Linked DNA regions of Macaca mulatta: region 2 is linked to region 1. The links are chromatin contacts, called in public Hi-C maps. All regions are on one chromosome and are shown on one strand. The core of a region is the stretch at or near the end of the contact, and the rest is flanking DNA. Distances in the headings are between cores, read along the strand shown. Region 1 holds the start of CDKN1A (cyclin dependent kinase inhibitor 1A). Region 2 overlaps LOC144340414 (a long non-coding RNA gene).

Region 1 (3,319 bases), core at 566-3,065:
CTCAGTACCAGAAAACTGTAAATAATTCATTACAAGCCTTTATTAAAAAAATTTTTTTCCCCCAAAGTAAACAGACAATGTCTAGTCTATTTGAAATGCTTGAAAGCAGAGGGGCTTCAAGGCCGTGGGAGGAGATGCCTATCCTCTGCTGGACATTTGACAACCCACCCTTTGGATGGTTTGGATGTATAGGAGGGAAGGTGCAGACAGCAGTGGGGCTTAGAGTGGGGTCCTGAGGCCGTGCTGTGGCCTTTCTGGGGTTTAGCCACAATCCTGGCCTGACTCTAGGACCAGGCAGGCCGAGGGGGTCTGCTGCTGTGTCCTCCCACCCCTACGGGCTCCCATTCACACAGCAGAGGAGAAAGAAGCCTGTCCTCCCTGAGGTCAGCTGTGTTAAAGGAAGAAGACTGGGCATGTCTGGGCAGAGATTTCCAGACTCTGAGCAGCCTGAGATGTAAGTAATTGTAGCTGCTCCAAGCCTGGGTTCTGTTTTTTAGTGGGATTTCTGTTCAGATGAACAATCCATCCTCTGCAATTTTTTAAAAGCAAAACTGCAAATGTTTCAGGCTCAGAAAGGAGGCAAAGGTGAAGTCCAAGGGAGGGCAGGGGTGTGCGGTAGATGGGAGCGGATAGACTTGTCATTCATCTCTGTGTCTGTCAGAAGCACCAGTAGACACTTCCAGAGTTGTCCTTTTTTTATGTCATCTCCATAAACCATGTGCAAATGAGGGTTATTTGGCATTTTTGTCATTCTGGAGCCACAGAAATAAAGGATGACAAGCAGAGAATCCTGGGCAGGAGGCAAAAGGCCTGTGTTCCAACTATAGTCATTTCTTTGCTGCATGATCTGAGTTAGGTCACTAGACTTCTCTGAGCCCCAGTTTCCCCAGAAGCGTACAGGGGCTATGTGGGGAGTATTCAGGAGACAGACAACTCACTCGTCAAATCCTCCCCTTCCTGGCCAACAAAGCTGCTGCAACCACAGGGGTTTCGTCTGTTGAGGTGAGTGTAGGGTGTACAGAGATTGGTTCAATGTCCAATTCTTCGGTTTCCCTGGAGATCAGGTTGCCCTTTTCTGGTAGTGTCTCCAATTGCCTCCTTCCTGGAAGCATGTGACAATCAACAACTTTGTATACTTAAGTTCAGTGGACCTCAATTTCCTCATCTGTGAAATAAACGGGACTGGAAAAGCATTCCGGCCTCAAGATGCTTTGTTGGGGTGTCTAGGTGCTCCAGATGCTTCTGGGAGAGGTGACCTAGTGAGGGATCAGTGGGAATAGAGGTGATATTATAGAACTTTTCTGGAAATTGCAGAGAGGTGCATCGTTTTTATTATTTATGAATTTGTATTTATTAATGTCATCCTCCTGATCTTTTCAGCTGCATTGGGTAAATCCTTGCCTGCCAGGTCGGACTCCCCGACCCCCAGAGTGGGTCAACGGTGGGCCAGAAAGGGGGCTCATTCTAACAGTGCTGTGTCCTCCTGGGGAGTGCCAACTCATTCTCCAAGTAAAAAAAGCCAGATTTGTGGCTCACTTCGTGGGGAAATATGTCCAGCGCACCAACGCAGGCGAGGGACTGGGGGAGGAGGGAAGTGCCCTCCTGCAGCACGCGAGGTTCCGGACCGGCTGGCCTGCTGGAACTCGGCCAGGCTCAGCTGGCTCGGCGCTGGGCAGCCAGGAGCCTGGGCCCCGGGGAGGGCGGTCCCGGGCGGCGCGGTGGGCCGAGCGCGGGTCCCGCCTCCTTGAGGCGGGCCCGGGCGGGGCGGTGGTATATCAGGGCCGCGCTGAGCTGCGCCAGCTGAGGTGTGAGCAGCTGCCGAAGTCAGTTCCTTGTGGGGCCAGAGCTGGGCGCGGATTCGCCGAGGCACCGAGGCACTCAGAGGAGGTGAGAGAGCGGCGGCAGACAACAGGGGACCCCGGGCCGGCGGCCCAGAGCCAAGCCGAGCGTGCCCGCGTGTGTCCGTGCGTGTCCGCGAGGATGCGTGTTCGCGGGTGTGCGCTGCGTTCACAGGTGTTTCTGTGGCAGGTGAATGACGGGCGTGGATCGGTGCGCGCTCGGCTTGCGCACACGGTATCTGTAAGTGCGCGGGTGACGGGGGTCGGGATGTGCCGGAGACCCCGGGCAGAGAGCGGGATTACCAGTACAGGGATCCCCGGTCACGATCCCCGCCCCTGGAAACCCAGCTGGGGCGAGGGAGGGCGTGGACCGGACTGCTCTGAGAGCTCGCCTTTGGCTGCGGTTGGCTGCAGGCCCCAGGCGCAGTTTGCTCGCGGCCTGGGGATGAAGTCCGTGTCCCTGGAGGGGCCCAGGAGGGGCGAGGAAAGCGGAGTGGAGTAAATTCGTCTAGGATCGGTCCTAGGCGGCTCTCGGATCCAACTGGCGCCGCCCTGGCCCAGGTCCCAGGTTCAGGTCCTCTACGCCACTGTGTCCACCACCTGGCTGGGCACTGAGGTCAGCGCGGGCTGTTTCCCGGCCCTTGGGAGTGTGCCAGGACACGTCCCCTAAGGACAAACGAGGAGGTGACTCATTGTGACAAGGAGACCCCAGGGAACGGACTGTATGAGGTCAGAACCCCGCCCGGGAAGGGGTACAGTGGGACTCCCGAAGCCCTCTCCCCTGCCCCGCCGCGGTCTCCGTCCTCCCATCGGCACAGTGACCTATTTGGCTGGAACAGCTTGTTCCCAGGGAAGCAGGGCACCGGAGGTCCAGGACACCGCGTCGGGTCCCCGCTTCGCTAGGGGTCGGGGAGTCCCGACTCTGCGCTGGGCGGGCTCCAACCAGCCTGTCAGTCGGGGAAGGGCAAGGGTCTCCTCTAACTCTTTCCCACCGCGGCCGGGAGAATCACGGCCCAGCCTGCCCTCGGGTCGGGGCGCTGGACTCCGGGGCGAGAGCAGAGCCCACGCCTGGGTGGGAGGTGGTAAGGGGTCAGGTCTTTGCGGGGTGGGGATTCTGGGGGGCACGACGCTGCTCAGGGCCTCCATCAGCTGCCTCGGTGGCGCCCCGACCTAGCCCAGATTCCCTCTCGGAAAGCGACAGGGCTGAGCGGAGCAGGGGGGCGAGTCGCCCCCTGGGGCGCCGCCACTTGGCGCGGATCACAGCGCATCCTCTCGGTCCAGAACCCCTGGGGGACACTTGCGCCCTCTTCGTGCGGAAAAGCATCTTGGAGCTGGGTTTGGAACTTGGGGCGCCCAGGCAGCTTCCCTTCTCCTTCCCTCCCTCCACGTCGCGTTTCTGGGAGGACTTGCGAGCGGTTTTGTTTTCGTTGCTCCCGTCTATTTTTATTTTCCAGGGATCTGACTCATCCCATGCTTTGGGC
Region 2 (3,319 bases), core at 549-3,048, 52 kb before region 1:
TTATTCATTTAATCCTCAAAGCACCCACATGAAGTAGTGGCATTATTATTCCCATTTCACGGATGAGGAAGTAAAGGCATTGAATGGTGGAGGCAGAATTCAAACCCAGAGCCCATGTGGTGACCATGATGCTCCCCTACTCCACGACCCTCAATAAGAAAGTGGCCAAAAGTCCAGTTGGCCAGGAAATAAGGGCAGGTCTGGAGAGTGGTGAACGCTGGGCAGGGGGAGTGGGGAGCTGGTGGTTTTGGAAGATTAATCTGGAAATGTGTGGAGTTGATGGGAGGACAGGTAGCTGGAGGGATATGGGGCCTCGTTCGGGAGCAGAAAAAGAGTGAAGACAGAGAAGAATCAGTATAGGGCTTGGAACATTTCTCAGGCCATATCTTAACAGGAATTAGTGAACTTGGCAGAAATCATTCCCTCCCTGGTCAAAGTGGACTGATTACCAGTTCACCGTGGGTTATGTTTTTATTTTTATTCACTGAAATTCATGAAGAGAGAGAGGGCCTTTCTGGGGCTCCCAGGCTTGGCCAGATGATGTGATGATTCTTTGCATAATGTCCAGCCTCAGGCCTTCTCTCCGGATTCTCTCAGCCGATCCCCAAACTTGGTGTTTAGGTGAGTCATACACACACTCCCATTCCCCACTCTGACCCACCCCCATCCCCTCTTCCCTTCTGTGCATGGCTGGGCCTTTCACATTTCTTTTTTCTTTGAGATGGAGTCTTGCTCTGTCACCCAGGCTGGAGTGCAGTGGCGCGATCTCGGCTCACTGCAACCTCCGCCTCCTGGATTCAAGTGATTCTCCTGCCTCAGCCTCCCGAGTAGCTGGGATTACAGGTGTGCCACCACACCTGGCTAATTTTGTATTTTTGGTAGAGAGAGTGTTTCATCATGTTGGCCAGGCTGGCCTTGAACTCCTGACCTCAAGTGATCTGCCTGCTTTGGTTTCTGAAGGTGCTGGGATTACGGGCATGAGCCACTGTGCCTGGCCCACATTTCTTTTTGAGAAATCCGGACACCAGCCCCTTGGTGGCCAGTCTGCAGACCCCTTGCATGGCCAGAGCCACACTTTTACGCAGGTGACACCACTGCTCTTATCTCCCTGTCTGCCCATCACTGCCACACCTGATCCAGACTCCCACAAGCACAAGCCTGACCCCTGTTCCAGCCTCTTCCAGTTTTCCTCTGTGCTTCCTGAATGGATATAGGATCTCACTGTGCCTTAGGCAAGAGCAGCCAACTTTATTTTTTGGCTGCTGTCAGTTCAGCCTCTTAGAGTGCCCCTCCCCACACCTTCACACGTACCATTGGGCACATGGCTTTGCCAAACCTCCTTTTCACTGTGCACTTCCCGGAAGCTCAGAAGGGCCTGGACCCTCAGGCACCTTGTGACCCTACCCACCAGGGTCCATTCTTCCCTGGAGTCCCCCCTGCCCTCCCCTCTCCCTCCCACCCTAGCTCTGCTCTGTCCCTCAAAACTCAACTCCAACTTCAGGAACATACCTCCCTCCGGGCCAGGGCAGGGACAAGGGGTTAGGTGCTCCCATGAGCTGGGAACGACGTCAAGAGCTGATTTCAAGATTGTTCTTTAAGAACTTCCTCAGCCTGGCTGGCATAGGCCTTGAGGGCTGGGAATTCCCGCCTGGGAATCTTTCCAATATTCTGCCAGCTGTTTCTTCTCTTTCAGTGGTTTTATTATTTTTTTCTTTCTGTTCCAACTCCTCCTTTCGCTTTCAGTACGGGAGCTCAGGCAGAATGGTGGAGGAGGGTGGGGAGCTGGCATTTGCTGAGTTAGGAGCTGTGGCCAAGGCCAGCTGTGCCAAGGGAGAGGACAGGATACAGGAGGAAACGGGGCTGGGTGCAGCGGCTCGCGCCTGTAATCTCAGCACTTTGGGAGGCCGAGGCGGGTGGATCACCTGAGGTCAGGAGTTTGAGACCAGCCTGACCAACATGGAGAAACCCCGTCTCCACTAAAAATACAAAATTAGGCCAGACACAGTGGCTCACACCTGTAATCCCAATACTTTGGGAGGCGAAGGTGGGCGGATCACGAGGTCAGGAGTTCAAGACCAGCCTGGCCAACATTGTGAAACCCTGTCTCTACTAAAAATGCAAAAATTAGCCGGGCATGGTGGCACGTGCCTGTAGTCTCAGCTACTCGAGAGGCTGAGACAGGAGAATCGCTTGAATCCAGAAGGTGGAGGTTGCAGTGAGCTGAGATGGTACCACTGCACTCCAGCTTGGGCAACGGAGTGAGACTTTGTCTCAAAAAGGAAAACAACCACCACCACCACCACAACAACAAAATTAGCCGGACATGGTGGCACATGCCTGTAATCCCGGCTACTTGGGAGGCTGAGGCAGGAGAATCACTTGAACCTGGGAGGTGGAGGCTGCAGTGAGCCAAGATTGTGCCACTGCTCTCCAGCTTGGGCAACAGAGTGAGACTTCATCTCAAAAAACAAAACAAAACAACAACAAAAAACACATGCAAACAAACAAACAAAAAACAAAATTAGCCGGGTGTGGTGGTGCATGCCTGTAATCCCAGCTACTCGGGAGGCTGAGGCAGGAGAATCACTTGAACCCGGGAGATGAAGGTTACAGTGAGCCAAGGTCATGCCACTGCATTCCAGCCTAGGTGACAGAGCAAGACTCTGTCTCAAAAAAAAAAAAAAAAAAAAAAAGGAGGAAACAGGAGTGGAACAGAGGAAGTGAGACCAGCACCAGGGCGGCCTCTTGTTTTTCTGGGGATTTTTACGTCATTCAGCTCTGGGCATAAGGCCTTGTTTCCAGAAGGGCCCTGTCAAAAATGCACATCTATTACTTGGGAGAATGACACATTAACCCAGTAACTCCAATTCACATGTCAGATGTGCTAGCTGTTGCCTACAAGCAGAGATCAAATAGAAGGGCAGAGGGAACAGCTACGTTTCGAGGGAGAGTGTGGGAAGGGTTGGGGGTGTGTGGAGTACTTGCTTGGGGAGGTGCCACAGAGCTCTGAGCAGCTAGAGGACAGTGAGGAGGTAACAGACACCTGGGAATTTGGGCCAAAAGGATAAATCCCTGCCTGGGGAGCCTTTTTTTCACTGCATAATAAGGCTCCAAGAGGCAGTAGCGTCTCTTGGTGAGATCATCTCCTTGGTGTGATATTGGCATCATAGCACCTGACCATGACACTGGGTCTCCAAGGTGGTTGGGTCCCTTGGACAACTTCCTGGTGAGACAGCCACTGGTCTCCAGCATCAGATAAAGATTAAATTTAGCCACATGTAACCAAAAAGGCAAATCAGTCGCTTAAACCAGAGAAAGT

Evidence for each region. A called contact is a pair of places that touch in the nucleus more often than the background predicts.
Region 2: a Hi-C map of liver shows a contact between it and region 1, with 5 times the contacts expected there. The contact joins the enhancer-like site here to the promoter of CDKN1A in region 1. A contact is called at or near these places in 8 of 14 Hi-C or Micro-C datasets (CD4 T cells, blood, cortical neurons and 4 more).

The regions. Positions count from the first base shown.
Region 1 is chr4:145,572,222-145,575,540 of T2T-MMU8v2.0, reverse strand. It overlaps CDKN1A (cyclin dependent kinase inhibitor 1A), which reads left to right and starts at 1,815. Exons shown (of 3, transcript NM_001194722.2): 1 at 1,815-2,028.
Region 2 is chr4:145,623,985-145,627,303 of T2T-MMU8v2.0, reverse strand. All of the region lies in intron 2 of LOC144340414 (a long non-coding RNA gene), which reads right to left. Among named protein-coding and RNA genes, the nearest start is that of SRSF3, 40 kb to the left of the region's middle. Within about 2 kb of position 1,798, at least 9 of the 40 cell types and tissues checked have an H3K27ac peak or open chromatin away from gene starts, as enhancers often do. A contact at or near this core is called in liver, where this site is marked.